Regions from separate parts of the Oryza sativa genome. Here region 1 is linked to region 2. The links are chromatin contacts, called in public HiCAR-type maps. All regions are on one chromosome and are shown on one strand. Each heading gives the region's core, a stretch centred on a gene start, on an enhancer-like site or on the middle of the called end of the contact. The rest is flanking DNA. Distances are from core to core; before and after follow the strand shown.

Evidence for each region. HiCAR-type assays count read pairs that join an accessible place to other places.
Region 1: a HiCAR-type map of leaf shows a contact between it and region 2, with 4 times the contacts expected there. The contact joins the promoter of LOC4340764 here to the promoter of LOC9271035 in region 2. A contact is called at or near these places in 9 of 15 Hi-C or Micro-C datasets (leaf, leaf mesophyll, panicle and 2 more) and 1 of 4 datasets of contacts at active chromatin or transcription factors (leaf).

What each region holds. Positions count from the first base shown.
Region 1 is chr6:10,177,414-10,183,061 of ASM3414082v1, reverse strand. It overlaps LOC4340764, which reads right to left and starts at 2,770. Exons shown (of 3, transcript XM_015785855.3): 1 at 2,391-2,770; 2 at 1-1,591. The coding sequence starts at 2,678.
Region 2 is chr6:10,030,652-10,036,467 of ASM3414082v1, reverse strand. It overlaps LOC9271035, which reads left to right and starts at 2,877. Exons shown (of 22, transcript XR_001546995.3): 1 at 2,877-3,053; 2 at 3,573-4,573; 3 at 5,454-5,816.

The DNA of each region.
Region 1 (5,648 bases), core at 1,521-4,020, 150 kb before region 2:
TTGCTCCAGCTGTACCGATGTCAATAGATGCCGCAGTGGCTGATGGTTCCTGAGAGCTTACCATTTCGGTAGATTGGCTCCATCCAGGTCTTAATTGTTGTGATGAGGTCACCATGGACTGGCCAGATAGTAAACTGAACGTAAGCGGACAGGATACAACTGGTTTGGATTTCTCTGGTCTGCTTACGTCACGTGAAGATTCAAATATTTGACCTGCATCCTCATTATTGCTTGATGAGGCAACTTTACCATTCAAATTTTCCTGCATCATAACTGTAGAAGGTATTCTTCCATGAACTGATGCACTCTCTTGCAGTTTACGGTGTTCTCCAAAATTCACTGTTGGAGGCCTATTTTCCATGTTTATACTACGATTATGCTTCTCATTATTGCTTGATGAGGAAACTTTACCAGTCAAACTTTCCTGCCTCATAATTGTAGAAGGTGTTCTTCCATGAGCTGACCCATGGAATTTCTCCTGCAGTTTACGGCATTCTCCAAAATTCATTGTTGGAGGTTTATTTTCCATGTTTGTACTACGGTGTTGTTCCGCGTTGTTTTTCTGAGTTATTCCATCATACAGCTTGTTATTCTTATGTCCTAAAATTGCATCAATTGGGCTGTATGAAGTCGATCTATTCCCCATGGAGAATGGAACACTGCAATTGAGGGAGGAAGGGTTGTCAGGTTTCTTCTTCCCACCAGATGATTTTGCCATTTCTAGCATTTTCCATGCCTTGTGCACATCAGAACTATTCTTAGGTGAAATTTTTTTAGCATGACCAGATGAGGAAGCAGCCACCTCCATGAAGGTTGTTGTGGACCGATGGCGTTCTTCAATATCACAAGTACCAGCACCATTTCCCCTTCTCCTATTGTGTAATTGTGTTGCAAACCCAATCGAACCTGAACGGAGAGCAGACCAGTTCTCACGCAGTTCCCTTATACGGCTACCAAGATTGCGAGAGTTACGCAGTGTTCTAGCTCTCTCAGACTCAATGCGAGAACGGGCATGCGAACACACCCGACTATTTTCTCGCTCCTGAGGAGATTCAGGGCATTGTGGTCCAACGGAAATACCCTGTGATGGCAAACGCTCAGCCCTACTGTCCAGCCTAGTGCTCCTTGCATTGACCCTGCCTATTGGAATTGTGGTGTAATCGTCATCCACAATATCATAAATGGAAGGAACTGGATCAGAAATGGAAGGCCTGTTGCTCTGCACACTTGACCTTTGTACTAAATTTGGAGAGTGACCCTCATCCACAATATCCGAAATGGAAGGAGCAGCAACTGGATCAGCTATTGGAACTTCAATGGTGATTTTAAATTCACCATGATCACTAGAATTGTCATCGTCAATCTCACACCTCGAATGCTCCTCCTTGGCTGTCATGCAGTCCGTACAGAACCAGTCACCCTCAGGAATTTCAGTGCCTAGACCGGCACAGTAAGTGTGCACAGCAGAATCGCAGAGCTCGCACAACATCAGCAGTTCATCATCATTGGAGAGGTTACATACGCTACAGCTGGTGTTTGCATAGAGATCAGCGTCTACAGTGCTGCTGCCATTGCCCGAAGGGTTGCAAGCCTGTGAGCGGAAACAACATGTCAGTCTTGCAAGAATTCGCAAACAATAGAGGAAAAGTATAATAACATAATAGCAGAGGTAATGACAACTTGTTGGCATTGTAGTACAAGAATTAAGGCCTTCAATGACTAGATTGCAGTTAATGTGATGCAACGAGAAATCTAGAGGATTACATGAATATAGAATATTTATCAATTATAGTGAGTTTTTGTTGCAACGGCATAGCAAAAGTGTTCCAATTAATTACTCTGTACAACAAGAGTAAAGTTTTTAAGATATTCGATACACCACAGTGCCAAACAGAGCTTAGCAAAGAACCAAAATTGCCGAATTACAGCATAATAGGCAAGTGATCATAATAAATGTTTGGGTTTCGACGGTATATTGCAAAATTTAATTGCAGTAACGTTTTGTATCTATGTGACTATGTCTTATCATGATCCACACCGCTACTTATCAGCCCAAAACTTCTTTATGTTTGAACAAGTTTATAAAAAAATATAACAGTATTTCCAACACAAAACAAACATATTATCAAAATATATTCAATGCTACATTTAATTAAACTAATTTGGTGTTATAGATATTGCTAAATTTTTCTACAAACTTAATCAAATCTAAAGAAGTTTTGAGTAGGAAAAAAAATCAAAGCACTTATAATATGACTACACTAACAACAATCAGAGTACAGACTAGAAATAAATCTAACAGTTGTATATCTGGATTCTAACAGTAGCTTGCAAAATTCAGAGACAAGAACTCGCGGGGGGTGTTCTGTTTAGAGATTAGGGCACTCGACCTGGTTGCGCTCGGGGACGGCGACGACGCGCTGGGAAGGGAAGCGGCCGGGGACGGGCGGGCGGGTGATGGTGCGGAAGCGGGCCTTGCAGAAGGGGCAGCGCGACTCGACGCGCGCCCACGCCATGATGCAGACGAAGCAGAAGTGGTGGGCGCAGCAGTCGAGCTCCCCGCGCACCGCCCGCCGCGCGTCCGTCAGGCAGATGCCGCAGCTCACGCCCTCCTCCTCCTCCTCCTCCCGTGCCGCCGCCGCCGGCGGCGGGGCGTCGCCGGCGGGCGGCGAGGCCATGGGGGGCGCGTCGCGGCCGCTGCTCCGCGAGGTCGGGGATGAGGCGGCCCGAAACGGATGGGGATCGGTCTGGCTCGTCCGTGCGTCGGGCTGGGTCGGGGTTGGGTCGAGTCGCGCAATATGTCGTAGCGGAATTATGGGCCCCCGAGTCCGTGTCGGAGGTGTGGTGGGTGCTCTGGCCCGTTGGGCTTGGTTTCCTTAAGCCTGATTTGTTGGGTACTACCAAGTTCCACGACTAATTTCTGTTCAGGGATAAGTCCACTTTCCATCCCTCATATTTGTATTGAGTTCAATTACGAAAATGCTCGCTCTCGGGCGACCAGCGGGGGTGGAGCAGATCGGAGGCTCCCCCCACGGCCCCGGCCCCACGCGCATGCATGCAGGTGCCTGGGCCCCACCACGTTCTCTGGCCCACCTGCCACGTGTCTCCACCACATACTCCATTGCAACAAATCATCCACATATTTTGGAAATCCTGTATTAAGAGAATTCGTTTTATTTTTTTTTCACCTAGTGTACTCACAATGTTTCACTATATGTAGATCTAATGTTGCATTGAACGAAACATTCTTTTGCAACAAATCACCCACATATTTTAGAAACCCTCTATTAAGGGAATTCGTTTTATTTTTTTTCCACCAAAAATGTTTCACCTAGTGTACTCACAATTTTTCACTATGTATAGATCTAATGTTGTAGTGAACTGAAACATTCTTTCGTTATTTGCTGAAACATTGTTTTTATATAGGTGAAACAACGTCCGATTTAAACGATTGAAACATTTTCGATCTACTTAGTGAAACAATTCCGATATACTTGGTGGAACATCGTGAAACATTTTTTAAAAAAATTCAATAATAAGCTAAATTTTTTTCGTCGGAATATATCCATGTGTGGTCTTGTTTTAAAGATTTAATTGCAACGAATTTAATGGTGCAATCGGATTATGATTTGGATAAATAATTTAAGAGAAAAAATCAGTTTAAAGTGGTTTTGCACGCGCGTGGCGCGATTTTTGCATGTATGGATCGGACGCCCGATCGGTAATTCCCTCAGCCTCCGTTCAATTAACATCTCTAAACCGTAATACCAGAAATCTTCACCCCTGATCTTGAGAGAACCATCTAAATCAGGTCCCATGGCAGTATGGACTATGGAGGGCTGGTTTTGTGTGATAAGAAAAAAAACATGTGGGGCCCACGACACATTGTTCTACCAATCGGTGGTCGGTGCTACTGGCATGATCACGCTCGCCGCGGCCTTGTCCTTGCTACTACAACTTGTTGCGTCTGAGCTACTAGATGGGGCTGGCCTAGCCGAGCAGGATGCCGGTGATGATGAGGAGGGTTGCTAGTTGGCTGCTCCCGACCCAAGGCCCATCAGTCTTTTTTTGCGATTTGTTTTTTCCTTTTCTTTTGCGATTTTTTTCGGTTTTTTTTTCGTTTTTTTCTGATTACTTTTTTTAATCTTTAGCACACTTATTTTTTAAAAAATGTTTTGAGTTGAAAGTTTTTAAATCTTAACTTGAAAATTTTTAAATCTGATTTGAAAGTATTCAAATCTCAAGTTGAAAGTTTTCAAATCTCGAGTCGAAAGTTTTCGAATCTCGAGTTGAAAGTTTTCGAATCTGAATTGAATGTTTTTGAATCTCGAGTAGAAAATTTTTAAATCTGAGTTGAAAGATTTCAAATATGAGTTGAAAGTTTTCAAGTCGAAGTTGAAAGTTTTCAAATCGGAGTTGAAAGTTTTCAAATATGAGTTAAAAGTTTACACATATATAGAAAAAAATTCGGAAAAAAAAACTAACCGTGTCTTGCCGTTTATTGGGCCGTGTGGGCCGGCGCGTACGCGCCAATTAGAATTCGTGGATGGTGAGGATTGTTGCTGCGGTGGCAGTGGACGACGATTGGGTGGGTGGAGCCGCGGACAAGCATATTTGAAACGAGCTTGTAGCCAATGACCTAGCTAGATGCATGTCGGCCGGCGGCGCGGCGCGGACGACGTAGGCGAAGGCGGCGCTCTTGCCGAGCACGTAGCCGTGCCTCGCCCTCTGGAGCCCCAACACCGGGCCGTGTGGCTTGCCGATGCCGATGTGGAGCTCCTTCACCGTCTTACCGGCCGGGGACCTGCTTCTAGACGCACAAAAAGTATTGGTGAAGTAGCTAGTAGAGGGAGTTTCACTATCTATTGTAGTGAATGAGGATGTAAAAGAAATTCAGAGATTATCTGAAACAAGTTCGGTGCATAAATCAGATGGTGATTTCTGCATGCAAAGCAAATTAAGGGAACTTATGGCAGAGTAAGATGTTGTCATATGAAGTAACTGACAAACTCCACCAGCGAGAACGCCCATGAGCGGCTCGTTATTGTAGGTGGCCACCTTCGTCGTCTGCTGGTATATGTTTACTTCTTTTGCACTGTGGATATACTCCCTCCATCTCTAAAAATTTGACGCCGTTGATTTTTTAAAACATATTTGACCGTTTGTCTTATTCAAAAATTTAAGTAATTATTAATTTTTTTCCTATACATTTGATTCATTGTTAAATATACTTTTATGTATACATATAGTTTTACATATTTCACAAAATTTTTGAATAAGACGAGCGGTCAAACATGTTTAAAAAATATTAACGTTGTCAAATATTTAGGGACGGAAGGAGTATAACGCTTTCTTCGTCTCTCTCTTTTCCACCTCCAGCTCCCACCACCATCACCACCTTCATCTGAATCCAATGGACTGCTCCTTGCTTCATTCTGACCTGGCGGCGAAGCTCGTCACCACCTTGATGGCCCTGCTTTATTATGATCTGGCGGCATTTGTGGCTGAGGCACTAGGGCAGGCGGGGAAGAAATGGGACTGGGGAGAAGTTCTCCCCTCCGGTATGGGAGAAGAGGAGCTTGCCAGTGCCTTATCAATCAAGCTCCAGGTAGTGGCAAAAATAATGGTGGTGGTGGTGGTGGGAGCCG
Region 2 (5,816 bases), core at 1,628-4,127:
GTGGGTGCATGCGGCAAGTGGCTGCGGCAGCTGCTCAAGTCAAGCTCGCCTTGCCGCCCCGCTGCCGCCATGGAGCTCGCACCCGCCCAGCTCACGCCGAGCTCGCCGACGCCTCCCCCGCACGCGCGGCCGCGGTAGGCGACCCCTCCCCAGGGCGTGGCCGGCGACACCTCCCCCGCGCGCGCCAAGCTCACCGACGCCTCTAGCACCAACGATCAGCAGGAAGGGAGACCGGTTGATCTGGCCATCAGTGAGGCACGAGTGCCATCGGCACGCTAGCTACAAAGACGGTGACGGCGCTCCGCAAGCTCTCCTCTAGTTCCCTGCACCACCCGCCAACTGCTGCCGCATTCGCTCGTCGCCGCTCCGCTCGCATCCCGCCGCCGCGCTTGCCCTCCACCGTTCTGCCCGCCGGCCATTCGTCAAGAAGGATTTGAGGTCCACGACAGCGCGGCGTCCTGATCTTCGAGCTCGTCCGCCGCTCGCTTCGTCCCCTCTAATACTGCGTCGTTGGCAATCATGTGTCGCTTCATCGAGGTCCATGATAGCAGCGACGGAGGACACTGATGTTGGCGAGGCGAGGCCGGAGAACGTGACAAGCGAGGCGGCGCAACCATGGTGTGCGACTAGGCGCCGCATCAGCTCAGCCATTGGTATGACGTGACCGGCGAAGGGGCTGACGATGAGGATGACGTGCGGCGGTGGTGGGCGATGTGACGACGGAGGCAGCTGAGGGATTTGGGGATTTTTTTGGTGCCCAGGGCTCTACTGAAGCGCGAAGGGGCTATTTGCAAATGAGCTGTCTACGTGGAATGCAATGTAGATGGTCAGCTTTGGTCAAACCGGGTTTGGACCTTAATGAGTCACTTATTAAACAAGATGGTGGACCTAGATGTGCAATTTACAAGATTATAGACCTAAGTGACACCCGCGCTCAACTTTAAGGACCGACCATGTATTTTACTCATTTTTATAATAGTAGAGAAGAGAAGAGATATAGATTAAAACCAAAACATAAAATTAAAACCGACTCAAAAACGGATGACGGACCACGGAAACATCTTCAATTTTTATAACCGACTCAAACACAGATGACGGACCACGAAAACATCTTCAATTTTTATAATAGTAGAGATCTAAGGATGCAAACTGGTAGGCCCGTAAACCTACTTATAATATAAATAAGCGGGTAGCCCATTGGTTAACCCGATTATTTGTACTATAAGTGAGTTTGCGGGTCTGCCCGCTTACACTTCTATCCCAATTCAGTGGGAAACAAAGCCCATAATACTCCAATTCCAAATTCCACGAATATCCAAAAGGAAAAAGTACACTGAAGGTCTCTTAACTTGTCATCGAATTACAAAATCATCCCCAACCGCAAAACCAGATATATGACATCCCTCAACTTACAAAATTATTCACTTTAGGTCCTTTGGTGGTTTTGACTTCGGTTTTGTCCGACGTGGTGGCTGAGTCAGCGTGGGACCCACATGTTAGGATGCCACGTCAGCACCCTCATTCTTCCCCCTCCTCCCTCTTCCTCCTCCTCTCTCTCTCTCAATCTCTCTCTCTCTCTCTCACTTTTCTCCTCTCTGGGCAAGGCGGCCGGCAGGTGGGGAGGAGGTCATTGGGGCGAGAGGGGAGAGGAGGTCTGGCGGTCGGCGACACGACAACGGCAACAACTTCAACGGTGCCAGCATGGGCAGTTGCGCCACCGGTGACTACGGTGGCTCGCTGTCATGCAGCCTCTCCGGGGCGGCCACCGATGACGCCGGCGGAGTTCACCATCGGTGGCAGCCAGGACTTTTACGACCTGTCAGTGATTGACGGGTACAATGTCGCCATGAGCTTCTCCTGCAGCAGCGGCGCTGGGCTCACTTGCAGGGACAACAGATGCCGAGGCGGGAGAGGAGGAATCGGCGGCAGCTACGATGGCCGCGATGCGGGAAAGGAGGCCGCCACGCCGAGGTTGGAGTCTTCCTTCCTCCTCTGTCTCTCACTCCTCTTGTCTAGACAGGCTGGCCGACAGGTGGGGAGGAGGCCGGCTTCTATAAGAAATATGAGAGTAATATGTACCACTCCAAATTATAAATCTGTGCTGGATTTGAAGTTTGTAAGTTAAATTACAGTGGTTTTAAATTTTACATTTTATATCCTATAAAGAACAAAATGATCCATCTGAAATAGTATTAATGTAATCACAACTTCAGATCATGAAATTTTGGAACTAAGAATACTCAGATAAAGAGGGTGATGGCAGATGCAGTACGTTTCTTGTGTGAGAGGGTGGCGGTTGAGAGAGCTAGCTGATTGGTTTTGATGGGAGGACCTCAGGTAGAGTGCATAGATGAAAGAAGCTGGTGAACTATGATTTTTTTTAGTTATCATCAGGGGTTGTCCTACAATAGATAGGTGGACAAAAATGTCAGGCTTGGCTCGAAAGTTAAACAAGTCTATCTAAGGGTGCAAACGGATAACCCGTAAACCTATATATAATAGTACAAACAAGCGGATAGCCTATCGAGTAACCTAATTATTTGTACTATAATTAAGTTTACGGGTCTGCCCACTTAAATCCCTATCTCTATCTCAATTCAGTGGGAGACAAAGCCCATAATACTCCAATTCCAAACGAATATCCAAACAGCAGGAAAAAAATAAAAATCCAAACCCCCAATTCTCAGCCCAATTCCTGCCCCCACAGCCCAACACGCCTGTGGCTTCCGACCGAAGCCCATCCTCTCGGCCCGGCCCACTGATGCCTACCTTGTACCCCAAGACGGGCTCCCATGTCCATCCCATCCCATCCCAAGCGAGGCCGCGCGGCCTCATCCCCCTCCTCCAAAACCCTAGCTAAATCACAGCCATTAGTCGATTAGCCCAAGCCACCCCCCTCGCCTGAGTGCGTGCGCCCGCGGCCGCGCCTCCGCCTCTCGCTCTCTCCTCCCCTCCCGATGGCGCTCCAGCTCCGCCGCCTCATCCCGCACCGCTACGCCGGCCACGCCGCCTCCCTCGCCCTGCCGCCGCCGCCGGGGGCGCCTACGGCCATGGTAAGTGCCCCCATCCTCTTCTACCCCTTTGATTTTTTGGCTGTAAGGACAGGAATTGATGTAATGCTAAATATCTAGACCTTCCCAACGTTCAATGGTACACCCTTTTTTTTGTTTTTTTAATATATATATGATGACGCCGTTGACTTATGTTATACCCTTTAACCATTCATCTTATTCAAATTTTTTTGGTTAGAAATCTTAAGAATGTAAGTATTGCTTAAATCAAGCCACAACAAAACAAAACAAAATATATATCTAGTTGAATTTTTTGAATAAGACGAGTGGTCAAATATGAAATAAAATGTTAATGGCGGCATATGTTAAAAAACAAAGGTAGCATCTAGCTACACTGGAATCTTCCTCCATGGTATATTACTAAAGTTGCGGTATATCGGTGTCATAAAACTATTTGGAACGTATCAAAGAATTCTGCTTCTGTGTCGCACTTGTGATTATGCCTATGCCATTCAGAGTTTTGCTTGTTCTCTAAATGTTGGCTACGTGCTACCTTTTCAGCTTCAATTTGGTGTATCTCAGAGATGTTCTTACAACTTTATGCCTTATTCATTAAGTAATAATTCATCAAGGCAGCTGTCTTCAATCGGCTCCCGTCTTCCCCTGCAGCTCAAAAGTGGTGCCTTTTTTACTACTGGGCTCATGGGCAATCCTAATTTTGTAAGTCTGAGAGCTGCATATAGGCATGGGATTTCTTTGAGGGCGAACAATATTCGTAATTCACGGTCCTTTTTGACCCTGCGCAACACAAAGGTAACTTTTCCCATCAGAAACAAGTGCTTATTTGGTAATCCAAATATGCGAAAGGAAGATGGGAGTGTTGCACACAGTATGTTTCATAGATCTGAGAAAAGGAAAAGCACATTGGCTGCTTGTGGCACCATCACTGATGAGGCTTCAACATCAACTAGCAAACGCAGTAAGAGTGGTACTGGTACTAAAAAGACTACTACCCGGAGGAAAAGTCCAACAAGCAGAAAAAAGGAAGCTAGTGAAGATATGAAAGAAGAGAAGGCATCTACTAAGAAACAGAGGAAATCTGTTAAAACTAGTACAGCAGCAACAAAGAGCAGGAAAATTGGGGTCAACCAAGAAGAAAGCAAGTCTGACATTTCCAAATCAAAAAAGGCTGCCGATAGTTCTAAAGAGAAGAAGACATCAAGCAGGTCGAAGAAATCTTCAAAAGCGAAGGAATCTGCTGCTTCTAACGCGACAGCTAAAGCTGAGATTTGTACGATGACCTCTGTTAGTGAGCAGAAGCCACTTGTTCCTCTTTACCCTCCCACAGCTAAATCAGTTCTTGTTGTTGAATCAGTAACAAAAGCAAAAGTAATTCAAAAATACCTCGGGGACATGTATGAAGTGTTACCTAGTTATGGCCATGTGAGAGATTTAGCTGGAAGATCAAAATCTGTTCGTCCTGATGATGACTTCAGTATGGTGTGGGAGGTTCCTGCTGCTGCCTGGACACATCTTAAGAGCATAAGAACGGCGTTAAAAGGGTATGATAATGCAGTATGGTTAGCATTTTCAGTTTTTAACATGAAATACATGCTTGTTTGCCTCTTTTAATAATAAGGTGCTTCCAAACCATTGTCGCTACGGTTGTCTATCATTGTCATGTTCTGTGACCTTGAAATCTTGAATTGACATCATTAATCAATAGTAGCTGCCAATATTGGTGGTACACAGGCAGTACTTGCCGGGTAAACAATTGTCCTGAATAAAACTTACCCCCACAATCCACATTTTCAGTCACCACATTTCCACCACCCTTGTCCTGCTTTCCTGTTCCTTGACCCAGTTGGTCAGGTTCTAGTCACCATGCTCAAAATGTCTTCATACATACTCATTTTCACAAACACGAAGCACATTAAGGGACACAATTATTAGATGTTGACTAAGCCTTGTTATAAAGGTAAAGAAACACGCAATCACATACTTTTCGGGTAACATCAGTTGCATGTATGCTTCATAAGTTATATTAGAAGTTTGGCTCCAAAATGTCTTTTATCGTGAAATACCAAATACCAATATCACCATACTTAACTTTACCTTTTCTCTTTATATATGTCTTATGCTTATACTATAGATAACAGTATAAAATGTACATTTTCTTATTAGTTCAATATGTCTAGAGCAAGATTGACTTCTTTTGCTATGCGATATTAGCAAACTAATGGTTTTTTTTTGTTGTAAAAAAAAAGATTTGGAGGGAGAGACGTCCCTCCAAACATTATTTTAAGAATAACTTGTGAGTGTATTGGGGATTGAACACGGGACCTCGGGGTTGAAACCACACCCCCCTTGCCACTGCACTATTAAGTGCATCTCTCTCTTTTTTTTTGTTGTTATAATTGCTTTGTCCTTTTCCTTCTTCAGGGCAGAAAATTTGATTCTTGCGTCTGATCCTGACCGTGAAGGTGAAGCAATTGCTTGGCACATCAAAGAAATGCTCGAACAGCAAGACGCATTGGGTTCAAAAGTTACTGTTGCAAGAGTTGTCTTTCATGAAATAACAGAGGATGCTGTTAAAAAGGCTTTAATATCTCCAAGATATATTGATATGGACCTAGTGAATGCCTATCTAGCACGCCGTTCCCTTGATTATTTGATTGGGTTTGGCATATCACCACTGTTATGGAGGAAGCTACCTGGTTGCCAGTCAGCTGGACGAGTCCAATCTGCGGCATTGGCTCTTGTGTGTGATCGAGAGGCTGAAATAGAACAGTTTGATCCGCAGGA